2 separate regions of the Oryzias latipes genome follow, and region 2 is linked to region 1. A link is a contact called in public Hi-C data. All regions are on one chromosome and are shown on one strand. Each heading gives the region's core, a stretch centred on a gene start, on an enhancer-like site or on the middle of the called end of the contact. The rest is flanking DNA. Distances are from core to core; before and after follow the strand shown. Region 1 holds the start of fam20b (glycosaminoglycan xylosylkinase). Region 2 holds the start of LOC101155342 (centrosomal protein of 290 kDa).

Region 1 (7,071 bases), core at 2,583-5,082:
GACCGTTAACGCTACTGCCTCCCGGGCGCGGCTCGTCTGCAGCTCACCGCTCCCCCAGGGGATGGGTCAAATGCACACCTAGGTGTGTGTACCACTTTTTTCTTCTTTATTTAAAGGTTATTCTGTCCTCACATGATAATAAAGATAATACACTCCATTTTCTTTATTTTTTTAAATAAAGAAATATACCTTTTGATGTCTATCAAAAAAATTTTTTATCTTAAAATGTTCTATTTGCCAGGAATGTTTTCATTTTTGACTTTTCAACATTCATTCTGAATATTTGTAAAATGTTTAAACTCTGCAGTTTTTAATGGTTTTTCTGAATTGGTAAAATGATTAGAATGTTTCCAATCCTCCCCCCCCTGGGTAATGTATTCCCTCAGATAAAATCCACCAACAGCCACAGAGAAATGTTCAAAGGTTCAGTCTCTATGACGGACAAGCTGATCTTTATGTGGTAAATTAGCGGAGTTCCCCTTTAATGAATGTGGTAGAAGAGGAAGGGATACCGTGTGAAAGGGTCCGCCACCTGCAGTCATTTGTTTACCTCGACATACTTGCTATGACAGAGAGACGAGCTCAGGGAAGCTAATGATCACCTCAGAGGGTTTTAATGATGCTTTATGAACTCATCTTTAGCTGAATGGGGATGAAGGTGTGTCAAACCAAACACCCTTTAGTTTCCTCAGATAAAAAAGGAAGAAAGGTTGCTTTAAAAAGAAGTAATTAAGAGGAAATTGGGGTCCTCTTGTTAAGGACAAAGAGAGCATTTCCTTTTCAGAAGTTTATTTTAGTGAGTGAAGATGAAGAGGTGGGCAGATACTCACCCTGTGTGAGAAACGTGCTTAGCAGCTGGTCAGTGGCCACAGGTTTGATCTCTGTTCGCAGGTTGACGTGTCGCCCTACAACCAGAGGCGCTCTCCTGAATCCCAGGATCCTGGGGAGGAGCAGAGAGGCCCGTCGACATCAGCTGCGTGTCGACGTCGAGTTAAGTTTAAGGAGGAGTCATGGGACCCACCTGTCCAGGTGAAAAGCGACCACTTCCGCGTTGTGTCGATCATAACCTGCATATGGTTCACCTTCCACTATGTGGTCTCGGTTGTACCTGAAGAAAACAGGAAAAAAAAACATTTTGGGGCATCAAATCCCTGTTTGTCATATTTATTTCTTTATTTTAAAGTCCCACCTTTTGGGTTTGAAGACTACTTTCTGTCCTCCATCCAGGACCAACAAGGCTTTCAGCTGCGTGCCCTTATAGCCCACGTCTGCACGCTCTATTCTCGCCGTGCTCATGGCGGTGAGCACAGCAGCCAGCTCGGGGGTCTCCTCCGGGTACACCTCCCTGGGCCCCACCCACTGGCTGGCAATCTCCCATGGAGACTGAAGGGTGTGGGTGAGGCGAGCACCACGAGGAAGAGAGAGGCTGGCTTCCATCTGTTCAGTGACAACAATGTTTACTTAAATCCGTCACTGTATACAGAATCGCATCCTTGTAGCGCTGCTGCACTTGCACGATGCTGACCTTACGAAATGCTCGGACATCCCGCCGGCTGGCTGCAGATCCTTCACCACCATCCAGCAGGAAGATCTTGGCCAGGCCCAGCAGGAGCAGCACAGCACACAGCACCACCATGCGCTGTTTGAGCTTCATCTCCACACTGACCGGCCCCTATCCCCTCCTCGTCCGTGTGTGTGTCCGTCCCCCGCAGCCAAGCCCCTTCACCCCTGCTGCATCGCAATGCACGACCTCCAACAACCCCACCGGCCCTTTAATGTGTGACCCCCTGAAGGTGTACAGTGTTCAGCAATCAGGGTAAACACAGCGCCACCTGCAGGGTTACAAAACGACAAAAGGAGATAAAGCCTGGAGTCGTTTGGTAGAACACAGGACAGTCAATTGGATGTTTGGGGAAAGATGATTGATTGACCTGATGGGTTTGGACGTCGGCCAAAGGCAGAGGGTGACCTAGCAGCAGATGACATGTATCATGGCCAACAAACCCCAATGTATCTACAGAAGGAGGGAAAACTGGTTTACACACTTTTTTTCCCTTTATATTAATAGAAAAAGGCAGAAATAGAAGCTAGTGGAGCTTTGCAGACCTAGAAATAATCCAACCATGTTGGACGATTTCTACAAAAGGTTTTCACTTTACATGCATTAAAAAATGAAAAATGTCAAGTTTGAAAATATACACAGAATATTTTTCTGAAAGTCTTCAAAAATATTGAAAAAGTTTTGGTTACAGATTATCTTTTGAGATTATTTTAGTCAGAAACTCTTACATAGGTGGAGGTTTTTTCTTTTGAACCACGAACGCCGACATTATCCAAGCCACGAGAGGCCTGCACCTTGTTTTACAGCCAGAAGGACAGGAACTGATTATGCACCAATTTAAAAATAAAATCCAAAAAGAAAGAGATTTAACATTTTTTTAAAAAGTGCATTCTGCATTATTGCCTTTGTGTTACATTAAAATAAATGTAACAACTTACTCATTTAAAGTGATTATGCAAAAAGACAAAATAAAAAAGAAATCTGTAAAGAAAGTGCATTGAGATCCAGAAACACTGACTTTTTTTTAGAAACCTGCACAAAAAAGCCACTTCCTGTGCTGTCAAACACTTCCAAACAAAGCAGAACACTAGTATTTAAATGCAACATTGCACAATGTATGAAACCTTAACATTTCATACAAGAAGTATGATTTTCAAAAATGTTGATTTTGGATCTGGAAAATGTGCAAATTCTGCATAACAACCAGTCCTAAAGGTAATCTGGGCTTCATGTAAGCATCTTGGAGGATTATTTACTCATCAGTTTAGTCTGAAACAGATGAAATATATTAAATGTGACCAACTTTTTTTTTTTTTTTTTTTTACCATTTACTCAGGATTAAAGACGCAAACTCGAACTAAACAAAAAAAGTGAGGGGAAAACAAAAAAACATTTATTTCTATATTCGAGGTGTTCCCTCATAAAAACTCCGGGTTTTAGCTGTAAGTTTCCGGTCTTTAAACCGGTCGTTTTCCCCGGAAACCCCCACAGTTTTAAAGTGTTCCTGACCTCACGGTGCCTCACTGAGCGCTATCGATCTGATCTGATCTGATCTGATCTGTCCGGTCATCATAGATAAGCGGAAACGCCGCAATAGAATAAACCAGTGTTTATGTCGAAAACTAGTCAGAACCGGCGTTAAAATATTTATTAGCAACCGATAAAACTAGTAAAATCAATGAGAGGACAGACTTTATCAAACAGTTACCGGACGAGATTAGATAACATGAGATAATTAAGCCAAATGGGGCCAAACATGTAAAGCTAAAACATCACAAATACGGCTAATTCGTTCCGACCCGGATTTAGCCACGCAGGCAGCCCGTGACAATCAGTCTTTCATACACTGATTGACGGGAGGGGGGGAAAAAACCCGGACTGGCCTGCTTTGACCGCAACCAAAAAATAAAAAAAATGAAAGCACTGGAAACCTTTAAATGCCACAGGTAAACATACGTAATTTCTCCTATCGGCACTCTAAGTCTTAAGCTAACTGCTTAGCTGTACACCTTACTCTATTAGCTGGAACAGCGCGCTAGCTGCACACTCACTGGTCTGTGTGGGTGCCCACCCGGATGGCTTACCTTTTCAGCCATTCGTTTCTGGCCACACGTCAACGTAGACTAGTTTTCAGTAAAGTCATGCATTACGAAACTGAAAGAGGAACGGATGCTAAGTCACACTGTCATTTTCAGTCCACTCGGTGGACCCCTTTCCTTTCCTCCGCCCTTTCGCTTGAACAGCTACCGTACCCAGGTGCATCTCCGCCTCCGCTCCAGCAGGGGGCAGTGTTTCACTGCCATGAAAACACCCCATGAGAGGTTCTCGCTTCGTGACTTCAACTTGGATCCAAGTTGATGTTTTTGAGAAATTTATTTTTCTTTTTAGCCTAATTCCATATGCATAAATGCAAATATACCTAGATATAAACCTTGATTACCTCTTTTCATTTGTGAAATTAAAAAAACACAGCAAACCTCTAAAAAATGCAAAGAACTTGGAATGTATTTGAAAAATATAATTTAAATAAGTGATAATACACTGAATATGCTCTGAAATCTTAATTTTATTTATAATCTACTGTACTATTTTACCCACCCCCTTCCCTGTTCATTCTCCTTATGTTGTGTAGGGATATGAAACTTTAACTTGGTTTTCCTGCACAGATATTATACAGTATTTATTTTTCCCCCCATTTGTCAGTGTTGTCAATGTTCTCTAATGTTTCTCTTTCTGTAAATCAGATGGAGAAATCATCAAAACATCTTATCTTTGAAAAATATCCACAAACAGAATGTTTAGGAAAATAAAATGACATCATCTAAACATTTATCTTTAATGACTACATTTTCCATTCCAAAGAACCTTTATAATATCACTAATCATAATTTTGGCAAAAATATAATATACATAACAGAACAAGGTTAGTAAAAGTCTCCCCCTTGTTAAATAATTTTAGCGAAGCAGATTTAAAAATATAACATTTTTTAAAGTATTTACATTTATTACTTTTTTTTTTAAACCCAAGGTACTATTATTATAGAGTTTTACATAATACAAAACACAATCCTGATGCATTAGACTTCCAAAATACAAATGACTAAAACAAGTGTTTGTAATATTGTAAAGCTTAAGTAAACAAAATTAGTAAGTTTTACGTTTAAGCATTTTTTTAAATTAACTTTAGTGTTTCAAGTCTGGTTGATTTTTCTGGTATCAGTCTTTGTCAAACTGTTTTATTCTCTGATTTGTTTTAGTAAAATGTCTGTTAGACTGGATGTACTGTACTTCAATTTTGTGCTGCTCATTAGAAATATTTTGAACTTCCTGTCCCCTTTTTATGAGAGCATGTTTTCCTGAATCCATGTTCTAGATTTTAAACAATTTATTCAGAAACTACAACTGAATTCAGAATTTGACACTATTTTTGGATATTTGTGTCCATTTTCATCAAGTAAACATATTATAATAATAGTAAAGCTATTAGGCCAATAAACCAACATCACACACACAACCTTCTGACACACAGAATGCAGAAATGTGGAGTAAAAAAAAAAAAGAGAAGGGCAGAGTGTTTATTGGTTCAGACTTCACACTTGCCAGCACATCACTCACAAGTGAGGTCACAGCGCCGGCCGCAGTCATGACACAGAGAAGCAGACGCACACAAAGCCAGGTGGAGGTCATTTGTACCCCTCAACGTCTCTGACTCAAAGACGATTGTGGAAAACACCCAACTGGTGCACACAGGCGCCACGCCTCCTCTGGTCGAACCCTCCGTGTGAGCTGAAAAAGTGTTTTGGCGTGAACATCAAGAACACGGAAAGTGATTTCCACCAAACAGTAGAAGTGAGGCAAACAGAGCATTTGTGGAGCACTGTCATTTAAAGGAGAAATCTAGTAAAGCTGAGAAATATAAAGCATGGAATCGACTTTCTTCATAAAACGATAAATAAAGATTGCCCTTGAAATGCTCACCCTCATTTTAAAGAAAAACAAAAAAGATTACAAAATCAAATTGAAAGGGCAAAAAGGTTGGCTGTAATTTGGCTACAAAAAAAACCACACATTTTTGAGTATATGATGTACAGAAGCTAATCAATGAGAGAAACTCATAATACACAAGAACACAAGTTTGCACAAACGCCGGTAGCTTCAATGTTGCTCTGCTTCGATCAAGTACTGAAAGCTGGGAAGTCCAGGTCAGTTTCATCCCATCGCCGTTTGTTTTAATGAGAACAACCCCCCAAAAAAAAGCTGATCCCTGCCAGCTGCATCATCTCTGCAGATTCTTTGAGATGAAGCTACCAGCATTTGTGGTTCAACACAGGTGAACAGTTGATAAAACAGCCATCTTGAACTTTATTGTCCGCTCACACCTTTGATTCAGAACCATCAGCGCCCTCCTTTACCATCCCACAGGGAACGCAGTCCAAAGCGCTTCCCCTCCTTTGTCACAGCAGTTCTGAATCTACCTCCGTCTGCACACGTCCCTGCTCCACACCCCACTGTGGAGGTCGTAGATTGACCCAAAAGCATCTCAACTATGATTGGGTAGCTGATGGAGCCCACTGCACAGCAGTGAGAGCAGCAGCCTTGAAGAATTGTCAGATTGGATTTAAGTTACGCTGCTTCAAAATAAAAATAGTTTTAAAAAAAAGTTGCGTGCTCAGGCTCCCAAATGCACACTCACATTACACAGGCTTGTCTTTGGCTTCCACATTTATCCCTCCACAGGTTCATCTACCATTTCCATTGGTTACCAGATAACAGCTCTCCAGATTTAGACTTCATCTCAATCAATAGCAACAGACCTAAACACACATATGTGGAAACGGTACAGTATACTGAAGTGGGGATGGTTTTAATACATGGTTGTGATGTCAAAACCGATGTGCTCTAGATAGAAATCAGTGCCCTTCTCGCATAAACACAACCATCATCCCCCAGCGCCTCCGGCGAGTTGAACTCCGCCTGATTCCACACTACACAACCCCGACTAATACAGTACATGCGGAGCAGTGCAAGGTTTAGACAAAAGATTATGTAAACATACAAAGTAAACAGCTTTTCAAAAAAAGTGGATTCATATTAGGTTTTGGATTTTTCTGGGTGCAAAAAGCACCTCATCATTGTCCTCAACAGCTTATTGCTCCTGTTCTCACCCGAACAAACAGCTACTGTCTTTCTCTGGCTCACTGATACAGCTTAGATGCACAAAAACCTAGATTTTCCATTTAAACATACTAGAATCTACACTCCATCCCAGCTAAGCTTTTTAAATTCATACCTTTTGGTCAGCTTGAATTAAAAACAAAACTATCATGCTATGGTTGGATGGCACCAATCCTTACTAAGGTGCCACTTCCATGTCGGTTTTTCTAGGCTGGGTCGTGGTTCATAGCAGAAAGAGCAACTCTCCTGCAGAACCCAACAAAAAAGGTCATAAAAATGCTAAAATAAAGGTTGCAAAAGAAAACACAATGTAACATTTCAAACATAACAGACCA
Region 2 (7,071 bases), core at 2,721-5,220, 150 kb after region 1:
ATCCACATTTATAATGCACTGAGCAGAGCGTCAGGTTAACCTGAGACAAGAACACAACAGACAATCCTCCTGGGCTTAGGTTACAACAATGTACTATGAAAGGAAACAAAGGTGTCCACAAAGGAGTTACCAACCACTCGTTCTTAAAACAGTGCCTCTTTGCTATTAAAAATCCAACAATTGCAATAAAACTTTGAGGGGGAAAAAGATTTTACCTCTGTGTTCAGTGTCGTCCTGAAATGTCTTGATGTCAAAGTGTGAAATGTAAGATCTTTTGGACATCTTAAACCAATTGTGTTTTCAACTTCAGTGCAACTGCTATCTTTGTATAAACTGTGCTTGGCTCACCAGAGCAACCCCTGTTTAAACACATCTGCAGGAATATTTTTCTAACCCGAAAGCGACAGGCTTTTTTTAAGCATTTCAACCTGAGATATTGCGTTTCATTTGCTTTTATTGAAATAAATTAGAGCTTTTTTTAAGAAGTATTACAGACATAGTAGCCTTATATAAAAGATTTTCTGAAATTAATGAAAAATGCCTTTCATGAGAGTCTGTTTTTAAGTGCAGTTGATCAGCCTCTGTTGGCTCTGCTCAAAGAGGAGAACTCGCACATGTGCAGCTCAGCCGTGTCCGTTCGTCTGGTTCTGCGTGTCTAAGGTCTGATCAGGCCGATCTTCCTCGGTTAACAGGAAACCCCAAGTCTTTAGAAGCTTGAAGCGCTCTGCAGGCTTGGTGGAGAAGTAGTCCTTTTGTTTCTGGGAGTATGTCTGTACTGGAGGGACGATATCTCTATAGCTCCAGTCCTATAAAACAAAATATGATTAATGCCAAAAAACCATAACAGGAAATTGGAAAAAGGTTGAATCACCATCTTTAACAGAATGGAAACAAAGAATCAGATATATTTATTTGGTGGAAAAAATGACAGCGTCCCTACGACTAAACACTGATGTCTTTGAACGTATATATATATATATATATATATATATATATATATATATATATATATATATATATATATATATATATATATATATATATATATATATATATATATATATATATATATATATATATATATATATATATATATATATATATATATATGATTTCTAATAGGATAGAAATCATGAAAAAGCTTTTACATTTATGGTAAGAAACTTTAGCCGTTTTCCTCATGTTACCTTTCCTTTCACTTCAGTTTTTGTAGCTTAATTTATTACATTTCACGTATTTTTAACCTAACCTCAAACACCAACAAACAGCTGAATGGTCAGGCTAGTAAAGGTCCATTGCCTACTCAGTTAAAAAGAAATATATCTATAGAAATAACTTACATTATCTCCATCATTTCTATTTTCGTTTCTTTTCCGATTCTGTAGGAAGTTTTAGACCTCATCAGTCTACAAGTCACTCAAGTCGTTCTTGTGGGCCTCATATCTTAAATACAACCACTACCTTCCTAAAGGGGTTTCCTCTGACCCCCAAAAGCCCAAAGCTAAAAAAGTTCAATTAAAAAAAATTACATATTTGGAAAGTTTCTTTGAAGTAAAAGGAACCATTGAGGAAACAAATAAATCTTTGACTTCATAGAACAAAATAAGCAGCTATTTACAGACAAAACCAGGAGTTTTTCCACAAAATATGGACAGTTAAGCTAAATTAAGCATTAAACCTGTCCATGGCCTAAAATAGTTTGGAGGATTTCTACTCTAAAAGAAATTAAAAAAAACATTAACTATGCTCACACATTCTCCATAAAAATAAATAAATAAAAGAAATAGTCTGTTTTAAATTTTAAAGAGTGTTTGTTTGCTGGTGTGTTGCAGCTTTCAGAGCCACGGGAATAAAAAAAGCTTTGTGGATGTACCTGCCAGCAAAAATTGAAAGCCTCCAGCAACCGGATCCTTTCCTCTCTTGACGGGACGCAGTCCTTGGGAAACTGCTGCACCATCTCAGAGCCGATCGTCAAATCTTCAAACACCAGCAGGGCTCTGATGGCAAACCATCCACCCAACCTAGGATGCACACACACTCCAAACATTTTCTGCAGGAAAACACATCGCGCAAAGGTTAGTGATAAAAGGGAAAGTCTTTTGGACGAACAAAATGAATGGGGTCACCTTGTCACCCCAGGGTTGATCTTTGACATCCGACTGTTGGTAGTAGAACGCAGCTCCAGATACATGAGCAGCGGTCTGGGCTAAGAACTTGGGCTTCCGACTGGGTAGCAGCTCATAGTCATACCTGACATCAACCCTTTGTGATGGGAAAGTCTGTGATGAGAGGAGAACAGTGCAGGGGTAGAAAAGTGTCTCACTGTTTGCACATGATGGTGTGTCTTGGAATTCGATAAACAGCCTCATCTACATAAATATCAGTGTTTTTTTTTTATTATTCACTTCACTCATACCTGGGAGATGGCACAGGTGATGTAGTGTTTGACACACTGGTCCACGGGGTCAGACAGCCTCTGGAAGAGCCTGTTCTCCAAGAAGGGCAGGAAGGCTCGTTCAAACATGTCAGGAGTGCTGAGAACTACAACAGCCAAGGTGGCGTCTGGGTAATCCAGGTGCAGGGAAGGAGGGAGCAGAGCGTTATACCAACCAACCTGTACAGAGAAACAAGAAAATATGATGGACAAGCACGTGCGTCCATAGTTTATGTTGCACTTGTAACTAATTTCAGGACTTAATCAAGGGGAATCAATCATGGTATCTGTTCTGGAGTGTTGAGCTTTTTTCAACTTCCCAACATAGCTGGAACATTTTTTTCCCCACCGACATAAAAAACCCCAGATGGATTGTTACCTTTAAAGGGTAAACTTCGAATCCTAATTTGGTCAGACAACTGTCCAGTGACCATTTAACTTTGTCCGCATTCAATGCCTCTGTCATCGCGGCGGGTCTACGTCCTTGTTTAAGTGCGCCGTTCTTCTTCTTTTCGCCCTTTGGGATTTTAGATGTCAGTGACCTGTCAGTGTTAGCGCCGCCTGCTGTTCTGGAGGACACTGCAACCAAAGGTGACAAATTCAAATCAGTTAAATTGGAATTAAATAAATAAATGTGTCATAAAGTGTCCAATTATTTAAACAATAACTTGCTTTGACTATCTGGTATTAAGGTAGATTTTAATGTATTTATTAATGTGTGAAATATATGCTTTTTTATTTTTATCCATCAATTTATTTTGCTTATCCTGAGGTCGATTTTTTAATGACCTCAACTCAATTATTTTTTTAAATTAAATGTGTCTATTAGTGGCACTGTTTAATCTGGCATAGTATACAAACATCACTATGCTTTGATATCATTCTAAGAAAAAATGTAAAAACTTCCCTTTTTGACCTTTAGTCGGTGAGATGAAGCCAGCATCCCCATGATGATTTGTTAAGAATGGTGGCCTTAACATACTTAATAGGCTTTTATTCAAAGACATTTTTTCAAACCAAAATGTGAAACCTAAATAACAGCTATATGACAGTGCCCATGTAAGAGCAGCTTACTTGAGGAATTGTTTAATTAAAGAAACCAAAACCCAAGAAAAAATGCAATTAATTAGGTTTGGTTGACAAATATGGCAACTATCTATCTATCTATCTATCTATCTATCTATCTATCTATCTATCTATCTATCTATCTATCTATCTATCTATCTATCTATCTATCTATCTATCCATCCATCCATCCATCCATCCATCCATCCATCCATCCATCCATCCATCCATCCATCCATCCATCCATCCATCCATCCATCCATCCATCCATCCATCTATCTATCTATCTATCTATCTATCTATCTATCTATCTATCTATCTATCTATCTATCTATCTATCTATCTATCTATCTATCTATCTATCTATCTATGAATAAATAAAATTGCTTTCAAAAGCTATTATTAAAGACTAATACTACAATACCCAGAAGCCCTTTGTCTCTACGTGTTACGCAATCACGTAGCTTTTACGAAGCTCCAGGATTTAAAACTGGAGTCGTAACGGTTTGTGTGTAGCCTATTTAGCTAGCTATCTTCCGTACTTACGGCTGATCTGGGTGTGTAAATAACATTTTTCTCGTTCGGAATAGAAATTGTCTAGAAACCCAATGTTTTAACCACATTAAGGTAATGTATGTCTTTAATTAGTTACTTTGTGCATAATCATAATAACGAATTGGTGAAATATAAGATGTTTTAAATCCTCCTAAAGCACTGTTTATTATACTGTTGTTTGTTTTTTTCGTGTACGCAAGAATCGGTAGAAGTCTAGCGCCGGTTCAAAGGGGGAAAAAAAGCGAACTTGAAAAAAGAAAGGTGTCTGTATTTGACTGTTTAAAAAAAATCGACAGAACTGAATGATATACGGTCAGACTTGTTTGTTTAGCGATCCATCTTTTGTCCCGATGCGCTAAAACGCCCATATACCTATTTAGGTCTAATCCTCATTTAGTGACCCAACCACAAAAACACCGAGGTGACTGTGGGAGCCTTACCCATCTGTCTGAAATCACTTGTCTTGTTAGAGTTGGACACCCCGGATGACTTCTGCAGACCCTTCTGCAGCTGTGCCATGAACTGGGACCATCAGCTGAGCGCCATCCTGTCCGCGGCAGATGGCAGCGTTGCAAAGATGAGAGTTGAGTACCAGAGTCTGATGATCCAAAAAAGCATTCACAGAGAAAAGCAGAGCAGCGTTTGCTTCAGCTGCAACCATAGATGGAACATCTGCAGACTGTATTTATCACAATGGCCTATAGATGGCAGTAATGAGCTATTAAGTTTTACTTGTTTTTATTTTATTTGACCTAATATGTCTTGATTATACTTTTTTTTTAAATAAATGATACAAATGTGTGTCTGCAGGAGAGACTGACCTCCCCTGGGAAATTTTCTAAGGCTGCAGAAGGTGAGTAAACTCGTTTTTCTTTTTCTGAATGTGACTCAAAGGGGAAATTACTCCCAACTGAATTTACCCGTTGTTTTCCAATGTCATGCTATAGTCAAATAGTTTTTTTTTCTTCTTTTAATTTCATACAGCATTTGCTCTATTTCATCGCCAGACTTGTTTCCTGTGAAGGACTGTGCTCCTAACATTCCAGCCATCGCCGCTGTGTCTCAACATCAGCCCTCTCCAGCCCTCAGTCTCAGTGTAGAGTGGGCAGACTTGGCTTTTATCAAGTCACAATTCCAGATGCAAAGCCAAGTGTGTTCCCTTCTCAAACAGTTTTAAATTATGAGTGACGAGCATTTAAAAAAAAGTATTTTCCCGCTTTCTCCTTTAAGGAAATTGAATCGCTAACCCAGAAACTCCACCGCTTAGAAATGGAGAAGCAGTGTCAGCAGCATCACATTCAGGCTCTCCAAGGTCTGGTATAACTGAATCTGAACACTTTCTTTAGTTTATATTGAGTCTCTGATTTTATTTTTAGCCATTTTCACCAAAATTAAGAAGTTTATGTAGGTATTTGAATACAAGTATAACTAAAAAATAATGACAACACTTTGCCAGACATCTGAAAGTGTGACATTTGATCTGAACTACATTGCCACTCTATTTTTGATACATAGTAACCTGCTTTTGCTTAAGGTTTTATTACCATGTCCCAAAAGTATGGGCCTCTTATTTATAAAGAATCATATACCGTAATTAACTGAGGACTTGTATTTATGGGAAAGCTTTAGAATTTTATTTAAATAATGAGGGAAGACTCCTACTTTCTTTGTAGAGGAAGTCTGCTGCCTGCGTGAAAAGTTGAAAAACAGGGACCTCCTGAGAACAGAAGAAGGGCCAGCACTTGAGCGAAGGATGGAGCAGTGGAGGAGAGAGGTTGGCGGTGAGCTGGGTCGTCTGCGGGAACGGGTCGCTAGAGCTGCATCTCTAGGCACCCTGGAGGAAAAGTGTGTTTACCTCTGGGCCTGCAGACTAAACTGGTTGAAATATGACTCGGACAGATCATAGAAATTGAGCTGTTCTCCACTTTTTGTTTTGGTCTCCCAGTCTCGGTGCAAAGCTTCGTCAGGAGGACCTGGAACACGTGCGCAGAGAGGTGGACCAGCTGAAAGCGAGGCTAAGTGAGTCATAGAAACTCTCATCCTGTTCATTGACTGGGCGAGACGGGACATGTTGGGGCTCCACAACTTTCATCTGTCTTTTCCTCTTGGAAGGGAGGCAGGAGGACGGCGCGCTCCTGCAAAAATCAGAAGCCAGGGAGACCAGGAGGCAATATGACAGCAGCTGCAAGGTACATGAATGTCGCTCCATTCACTTTTAATTTACGTTTTAGACTGTTTCTGTCATTTATTTTCACTCTTTCTGTTTTGGCTTTTAACAGCTGCTGGAGGAGCTGACAGACTCTTACAGAACTCGTAGCGCTGATTTGATGAGGACCGTTTCTCAGTATTCTCACATTCAGCGAGACATCGATCAGATAAGGTCTGCATTTAAAAATCCTCGTTTTTGTATTTAGGTGGGTTAACTTATACTTCTTGCTTTGAAACAGAGAAGCTGTGTCGGAACTGAAAGATGAGGTTAGAACTCTGAAACTCGGAGTTCACAAGCCGACCCCTTTGCTGTCGGGACACGGATCAAGTAAGCTCTTTTTCTCGTCTGACTCTTCATCCACACCATATCTGTTACCATAGTTTCTGCTCCAATGTAGTTTTACCGCCGCCAGTCCCTCACAGCCAGAGCCGAGTTGTCAGGACCGACGCTCCGGAGTCCGACTCAGAAGAATTCAGTCCAACACCGAGCCTCGCTGAGATCAGCTCAGATGATCTATCATGGCTCGATGACAAAATCCCTGGTAGGAACGTGTTTCTTCATTAGAATAGCCTTTTCTTCAATATTAAAACCTTTATTTATACTTGCACACCACCATTTGGGGAATGAGACTTTGGTCTTTTGAACGCAGTTAAAGGACAAAACATCTGTTTTGGAGACTTGACGGGTTGCTGAGCAACCAGCTGAAGTTACTGCATCTGTTCAAGAACTGGATCCAAATAACTGCTCCCTCTGAAACCACAGCGGGGTTTTTTTCTTTCTTTTTAGTGAGAAGATGCAGACTAGTCCC

What was found. A called contact is a pair of places that touch in the nucleus more often than the background predicts.
Region 2: a Hi-C map of embryo shows a contact between it and region 1, with 2.2 times the contacts expected there. The contact joins the promoter of LOC101155342 here to the promoter of fam20b in region 1. A contact is called at or near these places in 2 of 5 Hi-C or Micro-C datasets (embryo and fibroblasts).

The regions. Positions count from the first base shown.
Region 1 is chr4:26,414,982-26,422,052 of ASM223467v1, forward strand. It overlaps fam20b (glycosaminoglycan xylosylkinase), which reads right to left and starts at 3,833. Exons shown (of 11, transcript XR_908696.3): 1 at 3,646-3,833; 2 at 1,932-2,014; 3 at 1,526-1,832; 4 at 1,190-1,437; 5 at 1,022-1,108; 6 at 831-940. It overlaps ralgps2 (ras-specific guanine nucleotide-releasing factor RalGPS2), which reads right to left. Exons shown (of 22, transcript XM_011474357.3): 22 at 5,103-7,071.
Region 2 is chr4:26,563,392-26,570,462 of ASM223467v1, forward strand. It overlaps LOC101155342 (centrosomal protein of 290 kDa), which reads left to right and starts at 3,971. Exons shown (of 12, transcript XM_004068181.4): 1 at 3,971-4,126; 2 at 4,525-4,637; 3 at 4,865-4,907; 4 at 5,062-5,204; 5 at 5,285-5,366; 6 at 5,728-5,899; 7 at 6,000-6,073; 8 at 6,167-6,243; 9 at 6,334-6,434; 10 at 6,502-6,590; 11 at 6,661-6,804. The coding sequence starts at 4,572. It overlaps mmachc (methylmalonic aciduria and homocystinuria type C protein), which reads right to left and starts at 4,606. Exons shown (of 6, transcript XM_004068182.3): 1 at 4,495-4,606; 2 at 2,814-3,013; 3 at 2,417-2,614; 4 at 2,127-2,279; 5 at 1,874-2,050; 6 at 437-806. The coding sequence starts at 4,573. The coding sequence ends at 624.